2 separate regions of the Oryctolagus cuniculus genome follow, and region 1 is linked to region 2. Evidence: chromatin contacts called from public Micro-C data. All regions are on one chromosome and are shown on one strand. Each heading gives the region's core, a stretch centred on a gene start, on an enhancer-like site or on the middle of the called end of the contact. The rest is flanking DNA. Distances are from core to core; before and after follow the strand shown.

Region 1 (3,960 bases), core at 1,331-3,830, 100 kb after region 2:
AGAGCAACCCTAGGCCGGTGGGTCAGCGCGTACCAAGTAAAGTTCACTCCTCGTGTCATTTTAATACTGAGGTCTCTGCCTTATGACCAGAATGGGCAACCTGTGTGAGAGCATGTTCCTGAACCTGTACCCAAAGCATGACAAGAACACCCCCTCTTCCATCCCTAAAATAAAGGCTACCTGTGTCTCCAGCTGGTGAAGTCACAGCTCTGGAAACGAGTCCCCGTGGTCTCCTTTGCTGCAAATAAATTACTTTGTGTGACAACTTCTGGTGCACTTCTTGACTGAACCCGCCAAGTGGGCCCACAATTTGGCATGGGTTAACAATAAGAAAGAGCGAGGTTCAAAGGTCAGCTATAAAAAAAAAAAAGAATTCTGCCACCTGCCTGCAGAGGATGTAGCCTTTAACTTATGGCCCCCAGGTCGGTAACTGGGTGACAATAATCCTTGAAACAACCTTGAGAAGTGGGCATGGAGGTGAAAGAAAATGCGAAAAATTATGACCAGGGAGGCCATTAACAATGGCTGCTGGCAACTTTCACAATCATAAAGAGAGTGTGAGTGCCCTGGTCCCCCGAGTTCCCCAAGGGGCTCTCAAAGAGAGCATTAATTGCTTTTATTTTACAGAAGCTGAAACAATTAAAAAAATTCCTTCACGGCCCCATCCACTCCCACCCCCCAGAATCACAAACTCCTGTCTTAGGTTCCCCAAGCCTTAACCTTAATGCAGAAGGTTCGCATCACTCCGGGCCAGCGGCCCTGGCAGGTCCCTCCCTGGTCGGGGGCGTGGGGGCGTGGGGGCGTGGGGAGGGGGGGGGCAGGCATCATGAAAGGCACTCAGGGAGTCTCTGGAGCTGTCCAGAGGCCCTCAGCGCGGGGTCACCACGGGGCGCCAAGCCCCGCAGCCTTAGGTCAAGCGGGTCTGGCGGTCATCAACAAACAGCTGCCAACTTCAAAAGGTCCCCAAGCGGGCGAGGGTCACTCGGCGGGGAGTCGGCGGCTGCGGAGCTCCCCCGCGGTCACACACACAGGCGGACGCGCGTGCACACATACACACACACACACACATACACGCGCGCGCAACAGACACACGCGCACAGACACACGCGCGCGCGCCCGCGGCACAGCCCGGACTTCCCAACCCCAAACACACGCGCGCACCCCCGGGCCGACTGAGTTCTCTATTTTCTCTTCCTTACAGCGACTCAGGCGGCCGCGGCCGCCCAGCTCCGCTTGGGCTCCAGGCCCCAGGCACTCCGCCCGCCGTCTCCCTTCCCTGAAGGCGCGCCCGGTGCGTCCCCTCTCCCGAGCCGGGATTGCCATCGAAGACCACCCCCCTCGGCCGCGCCAGGCCGCCTTTCCCGGTCCCAGCGGGGACCGCGGCTCGTCTCCAGGTGGCGGGTACTGGCTAACGAGAGCCCCAGGCGCTCCCGGCTGCGCACACCGCCCCCTGCCGCCCCTGCGGGCCCCCAGCCCGGTAGTAGCCCATCACTTCCCCCGCCCAGGAGCGCGCTCGCCGGGGGATTCCCTCCCATCGCCTAGTGCCGAGAAAACCCCGGCGTCGGCGCGGCCAGCCGCGTCTCTCTCACAGCTTCCCGGGTCTCTGACCCCCGGGGATCCTGACTCCAAGCTCCCAGCTTCACACTCCGCGGTCCCCAACACCCCTGTGGCAGCCGCGCGGCGCGCCGGCGCCCCCTCCAGCCGACCCAGGTGGAAACAGCCCCGCGGGTTCCCGGGCCCCGGCCCTGCGCTCCATCCCCGACCACCTCTCCCCGCCGCCCGCTCTGCCCAGACTTCGCCAACTGCAGGGCGCCCCGACGCGCCCGCAGCCCTCACCCGGCCAAGCGCCGCGGCCACCCCCGCGCCAGCCGCGGCGCCCCCAGGGAGGGAACAAAAGTGTCTCCGCGGCGTCCGGAGTCCCCCGGAGCGGGACGCCTCCCCCGGAGCCCGAGCCCCAGCCCCCTCCCCGGCCGCGCTGAGGTCAACGAGTCAGGGCGCGGCGCCAGCCCAGGAAACTTTACGAACCTGCCCGGGGTCGCAGGACAGCGGCGGCGGCGGCGAGGGCTCCAGATACCAGAGCTCTAGCGACCCGCGACTACGGAGCGCGGTCCGGGGGTCTGTCGCTCAGCTCCGGGCCGCGGCGGGGTGTGTGGCTCGGGCTCTACCCCGTGCCCATCCTCGCCCGCTCCTGCTCGCCGAGAACACGCACTTACACTCTGGGTCGGCCGGCTGCTGCGCCGCCGGCTGCTGCTGCTCTCACTTCCTCTTCCTTCCTCCTGCTGGCCAGAGACACATTTTGCATCTGCAAGGCATCCCGAGAGCAGCCGCGAACTCTCCTGCCGAGCGGACGCTGCGGAGTTGCCGCCGCCCCCGGCACCTGCGCCCGGACACGCGTGGTTGGCGCGTTCGCCTCCCGCCCGCGCGCGGGGCCTGCCCACCGCACTTGGCCTCGGAGGCGGGCGTGGGGTGGGGGTGCCCACGACTTTTTGAAGTCCCCCTCCTTAAAGAGAGGGAAATATCAAACACCGTGCATGCCTCAGATCTGCTATAAATAATATGTGTGCGGAGCATGACTTTCCCGATGAGCTCACACAAGGCGTTTTGCAGGCACTAATTAACTCCGTCACCCTCGTAGCGCCACCTCCGGGAGGCCGAGAGCGCGTGGCATCTTTTTATATGCGTTCATTTTTGGCAAGGGGTTGGGGATTTTGAGGGGAAACTTTGGTGGGCTGTTACAGCTACTTGAAGAGGCTGGTGTGTTTGTTTTGACGCCGTGCCTCTACCCTTGGACGGCGTAGCAAAAATAACAGCAGAGCGTTTCCTCTGCCTCCCTAGTCACCTATGCGTTTGCTGACCCCGTAATTCAAGTCACAAGGTTTACTTCTAATCCAGTGATCCAGGGACTCCCTCACTTGGCATAATTTTTGCATAAAGCAAGAGACGTTCTGCCCCCCAATTTGGCATTTAGGAAAAAATTTTTAATTCATGCAACCTTCCTGAGTCATTTTTAAAGCAGAAATCTCGCGCGTTAGCTCCCAGCCCAGCTGGCAGAAGGGGAAAAACAGTTGTTGGAAGGTGGCTGGAGAAATGCCTGCCCTCCCCAAATTCAGAAATGTCTACATTGGCTCCCCGGGAAAAGGCATAGGCAGCTGCCGTGCAGTCGCTTCTAACCGGCAAAGAACATAAATTGTTGGCAGGAGGCAGCGGACTGTAAGGTGGAGGGCCATGCTCCCAGTGAGGCTCATTCTGCACCCCTCCCCCTCCCCCCAATTTTCACATTGGGATGATGGCCTTTTAGCAGCCCGGAGCCACAAGTAGGTGCTGAGCCCCAGACATGCGCCTACTGTAACTGTAAAATCTGCACAGGACTTAGTATGAAAAACGGCATGTACACTAGCGTGCTAATTTATCTTTACATTGATTACGTCATTTCAATAAATGACAATACAGTCCTTTAACTGTAATGGGTCACGGGTTAATGTAGTGGGCTGATATATAAATACACACATATATATTTGAAATTACCATTTTTTAAAATGCAGCTTCTAGAAAATATAAGCATATACACATGGCTCTCATTAGTGGATCACATTATATTGCCAGCTAACAGCCCTGATCTAACCCCTTATTCTATGCAGAACTCCAGGAGGCAGTATTAGTAGCAGGATGCCTGGGTCTAGCTAATTTTAAGCCAGTAACTTAAAGCAGGGTTATCCCAGGGAAGTAACTTAACTTCTTTATTTCCTTGTCTATAAAACATAATGATAGAATAAAAACCATCAACAGGGCAACTATTAAATGAGGTAATTTAGTAAGCAGTCAGTAAATGAAGGTTTTACTAATGATGCCATGAGACACTCAGAGTGATAAGTATGAATTTGATCTACAACTCCCTAGATAAGACATACACAATTGTTACCTTTAGGGCAGGCATTGTGAGAGCTCAGTGAATGTGAGCTG
Region 2 (4,041 bases), core at 1,407-3,906:
GCTAAATCTATTTGTAAAAAGTCCTAGGGATTTTTCCTGCTTTGTAGAAAGAATTACATCTTCAAAATTTAACAAAGATAAACAAGTCCATCATGGGCAGATGTCCCCTATTATGGCTGGGTTACAGTTTGGGTGCCCTCCAAAGTCCCATGTAGGGGAGCTTCGTCCACAAAGTCTTATACTAATGGATAATTTATTAATGTTCATGGATAATGGTTAAGGATAAGGATAGAAATTAGATCTGATTATGGTGTCTGGGAGGTGGGCCTCGTTAGGTCTTTAGGTCACTGGAGCGTGCCCTAAGAAAATGCTTCTTGCAAGAAAGGGGGCTGTCATAGCTGAGTTGAGCCCAGCTTTCCCACGTCTGGTTCATCAAGTGAGCCTCCCTTCCCATGACTTCTACTCTACTAACCACCACCCTCATCAGATGCTAGAACAAAGGGGCCACCTGATCTTGGAGAGGAAGCCAAAATAAACCTTAATCTTTGCTTGTAGCTCTTCTCCAGCATATCAGTTGTAGTTTAAAAAAAAAATCACCACTTAGGAACGTCCCCTTCTAATTTTTTTTAATTAAAAAAAAAAGTATCCATTTATGTAGTAAACACTGTTCACTAGTCACTGGGCAAGAAGCACTCAAAGACAAAGGAGAGGGATAGACATTCGGTGCAGTGGTTAAGTCTTAGCTTAGGATGCCCACATCCTTGTATCGGAGTGACTGGTTCAACTCCTGCCTCTGCTTCCGATCCAGCTTCCTGCTAACATGCACCCTAGAAGGCAGCAGATGATGCTTCGGGTAGCTGGGTCCCTGCCACCCAAGGTGGAGACCCAGTCTAGGTTTCTGGCTCCTAGCTTTGACCTGGCCCAGCCCTGGCTATTGTGGGCATTTGTGGGAGTCAACCAGCATATAGAAGACCTTTCTTATTCTCTCTCTCTCTCTCTCTCTCTCTCTCTCAATTTAAGAAGGTAAATAAGTAAACACAAGAAAGACAGATTCTTTGAGTCCGGGACCATGAATGTGCACTCTGCACGAGCTCTCTGGGTGACTCTTGTACACTCTCAAGACCGAGCACCACTGGCTCAAATTAGCAGACAGTGACAATGCAAGGAGGTCAACGGAGGGATACTCAGGATTTCAAGAGAACACACAGCAGCAATGCCTAACCCAACTTCTGAAAATACCTTTTAGGGAAATAGTAGCTATCCAGATTAAAATGAAGCAAAGAGCTTTTCAAATGAAACTAATAGGCAATGGGGGGATGGGAGCTGGTTTATGTGTTCCTTATTGAACAAAGTAGATGATTAGGAGAAAACTCAAGTTATCATCATTGCTTCAATTCTTCGTTGCACGTTCAAATACAATTCTAGCAGATTCTGGGTCAGGGTGTCTGGAGAAACACCTGAGACTGCATTTCTAAGGCACTCCCAGGTTATGCCCACATACCTCGTCCTCAGCCACATAATGAGAGGGACTTGGGTCCATGCCCCCATGGAGCCTCATGCAGAGTTCAGAACTCCTGTCCATCTGTAAGGAACCCTCATTCACCTCTTGGAAGCCATTCTCCTCTTAGGCTGCAGCCAAGCCTAATCTTAACTACATTTAGTCTGCATCAAGTATCTCCAAACATTTTTTAAGGTAAAATTCAATTAATTGGCTTTTTCAAACCACACATGAAAAAGAACAGGCCTGTTCCTGCCTGACACACGCATGGGAAACTAGTGAGCATGTCTATGTGTCTGCACTTGCATGGGTTGCTTCTAAAGATCACACACACGCCGAAAAAAACACCTTGGAGATCAACTGACATGACAGTGATGTGCTGATCTGACAACAATTCCCAAAATGTGTTCTTCCTTACATTCAAATTCAAGCTCAACTGATTCTGATTGGACCTCTATATTTCATTCCAATGTTTTTTAAAGACTCACACAATGCAACAAAACACTTGCAATGGTCTTCAAGCAGATAATAAGACCAGGAAAAAATTGCTAAATTATAATCATAAAATAGTGTCTGGAACATAAACAAAGATTGAAGTTGCCATGGTATTCTAACTTTGAAAATGTAGAAAACTATCTAGAATCCTATATTATATGCTTTTTGAGACTTGTAAGTATATATTTAGTCTCGATCCTGTCTTCCTTCAATCATTTCCTCCAGAATGACTATGGTAAAGTGAGGACAAAATAACCACCCTGAGATAACCTATAATCAAACAGTAAATGAGAACCATGCCACACGACTATCAAGACCCGAGCTAAAGCATGCCCTTGTAGATCAAGATCATTCTTATAAATCTTCCTGATTTTTTCTTCACTAAATATTTACTGAGCATTCACTACATGCCACAAAATATGCTAGACACATAGTGAATTTTACCCTCATAATAAAATATAATTGGCTGAGGTCCAAGATTGAGCCTTTCTATGTGAATTTCATGATCAAGCTGCTAATGTAACAAAGCACCAATGTGTTTGGTTGTTTCTGCAAAAAGCCAGGCAGAAAATGATTCTGAAAACTAAAGTTTTGTGTTGCCTATGTGAGAAGCATCTGCACATATTCATGAGTCACTGAGAGGCAGGGCCGGGACAGCGTCCACTGTGTCAACTGCCCAGAGCTCAGTCCAACTGCCCCTCCTGCCTCCCCCACAGCTTCAGACACAAACCCTGTATTGACACAATCCAAGTAGATGTTGGAAGAGTACAAGTCTCCCATCCATCGCCACTGTATGTGGTACAGAAATCAAACCACACTGCAACTATTATTGCACAGATTTTTCATCACAGCCAGAGAGAGAAAGGGAAAGAAAAGACCTATCCAAAGACTATGAAAATTCTAATATCAGAGGGAAACTGAAAATAACTGCCCAAATAGTGGCCGAGTTACTAACCTGGTCAATTTCCATGAGCTTGGGGTAGGCGCCGGGCCATTCTATGGCCACCTTGACGATGTCCGCAGGTGGCGGCATTGTAAGCCCCGGAGTTGTCCAAAGCCAGTGGAACTGGGAATCCTACTGCGTAGACAGCTGCACGTGTCTAAACCTAATGGGGAATGAGAAAAAGAGAAAGAGAAGTCGCTCAGTATAAACGCAGGGCGAATTTTGCTTCATCACTTCCTGTTTTCACTGGCAGTTTAGGTATGAGAAACAGCTCCCTTTGGCGCTCGGGTACTGAAGACACAGGGGTGCAGCCAATGGCACCACAGGCTCCTGGGGAAAGAAGAAAGATGGGGGGGTGGGGCGGTGCCAACGCCCTAGAGTCCAAGCCACCAGAAAATGCTGCCCTGGAGCAACAGCCCGCACAAGCCCTCGGTACCAAGAAAGCTGCCCCATAGCACCAGGTTGTGCTCAGAATGGTGCCCAGGGTCTGAACCAGCAGGGCTTACTCTGTCCAGAGACGCATGTAAATGCCTGGTGCTGAACAGTCTCCGGAAACACAGATTGCCCAGGAAGTCATGGTCAGGAAGCAGCTTTTATTTAAAGCATTTTCTGTGTGTCACAAATAGGTTTCTGCACTATAGCAACCAGGATATCATGAGGAACAAGAAATACCCCAAGAGTTCACACACGTGCACTCCCTCCCCAAGGTCAATCCACACAATGCGCCTTCCAGGAAGACAAGAAAGGGCACACATGCAGAAAGGATGGCAATCGGAAGAGGCCTTGAGTTCTCATTTGAATGAACCCTGCAGCTTACACAAAGGAAGTAACAATTATTCTCTACTGCATCTTCCCAGGTTACCCCAATTCTTCTTTCAATTTGTATTTTTGAACAGGCAAAGCAGTCCCATGATTCAAACCTGTGTGTGTGCGTCTTGGGGTGTATGAAGACAGAGTGGCAAGTCTCTCTCTGCCCATGTCGCCCAATACCCTTCCACTTCCTAACCCTCCAGCTATACAAAATTATTCACTTCTTAGGTAGCCCTCCGACACTGATTTACATATGGAAGACAAATACAAAATACAGTATTTCTTTTCCTCTCTTTTTATATAAAAGGTAGCACTGCTTTTTTAATTAATATATCTCCTAAATCTTTCTCTGTTG

Evidence for each region. A called contact is a pair of places that touch in the nucleus more often than the background predicts.
Region 1: a contact with region 2 is called in a Micro-C map of ear pinna, with 2.2 times the contacts expected there. The contact joins the promoter of ELMO1 here to the enhancer-like site in region 2. A contact is called at or near these places in 2 of 6 Hi-C or Micro-C datasets (ear pinna and an unstated tissue).

Annotation. Positions count from the first base shown.
Region 1 is chr16:27,806,911-27,810,870 of mOryCun1.1, forward strand. ELMO1 (engulfment and cell motility 1) reads right to left here and starts at 2,581. Exons shown (of 22, transcript XM_070059727.1): 1 at 2,214-2,581.
Region 2 is chr16:27,705,140-27,709,180 of mOryCun1.1, forward strand. It overlaps ELMO1 (engulfment and cell motility 1), which reads right to left. Exons shown (of 22, transcript XM_070059727.1): 2 at 2,889-3,039. The coding sequence starts at 2,966. Among named protein-coding and RNA genes, the nearest start is that of ELMO1, 100 kb to the right of the region's middle. Within about 2 kb of position 2,657, at least 2 of the 8 cell types and tissues checked have an H3K27ac peak or open chromatin away from gene starts, as enhancers often do.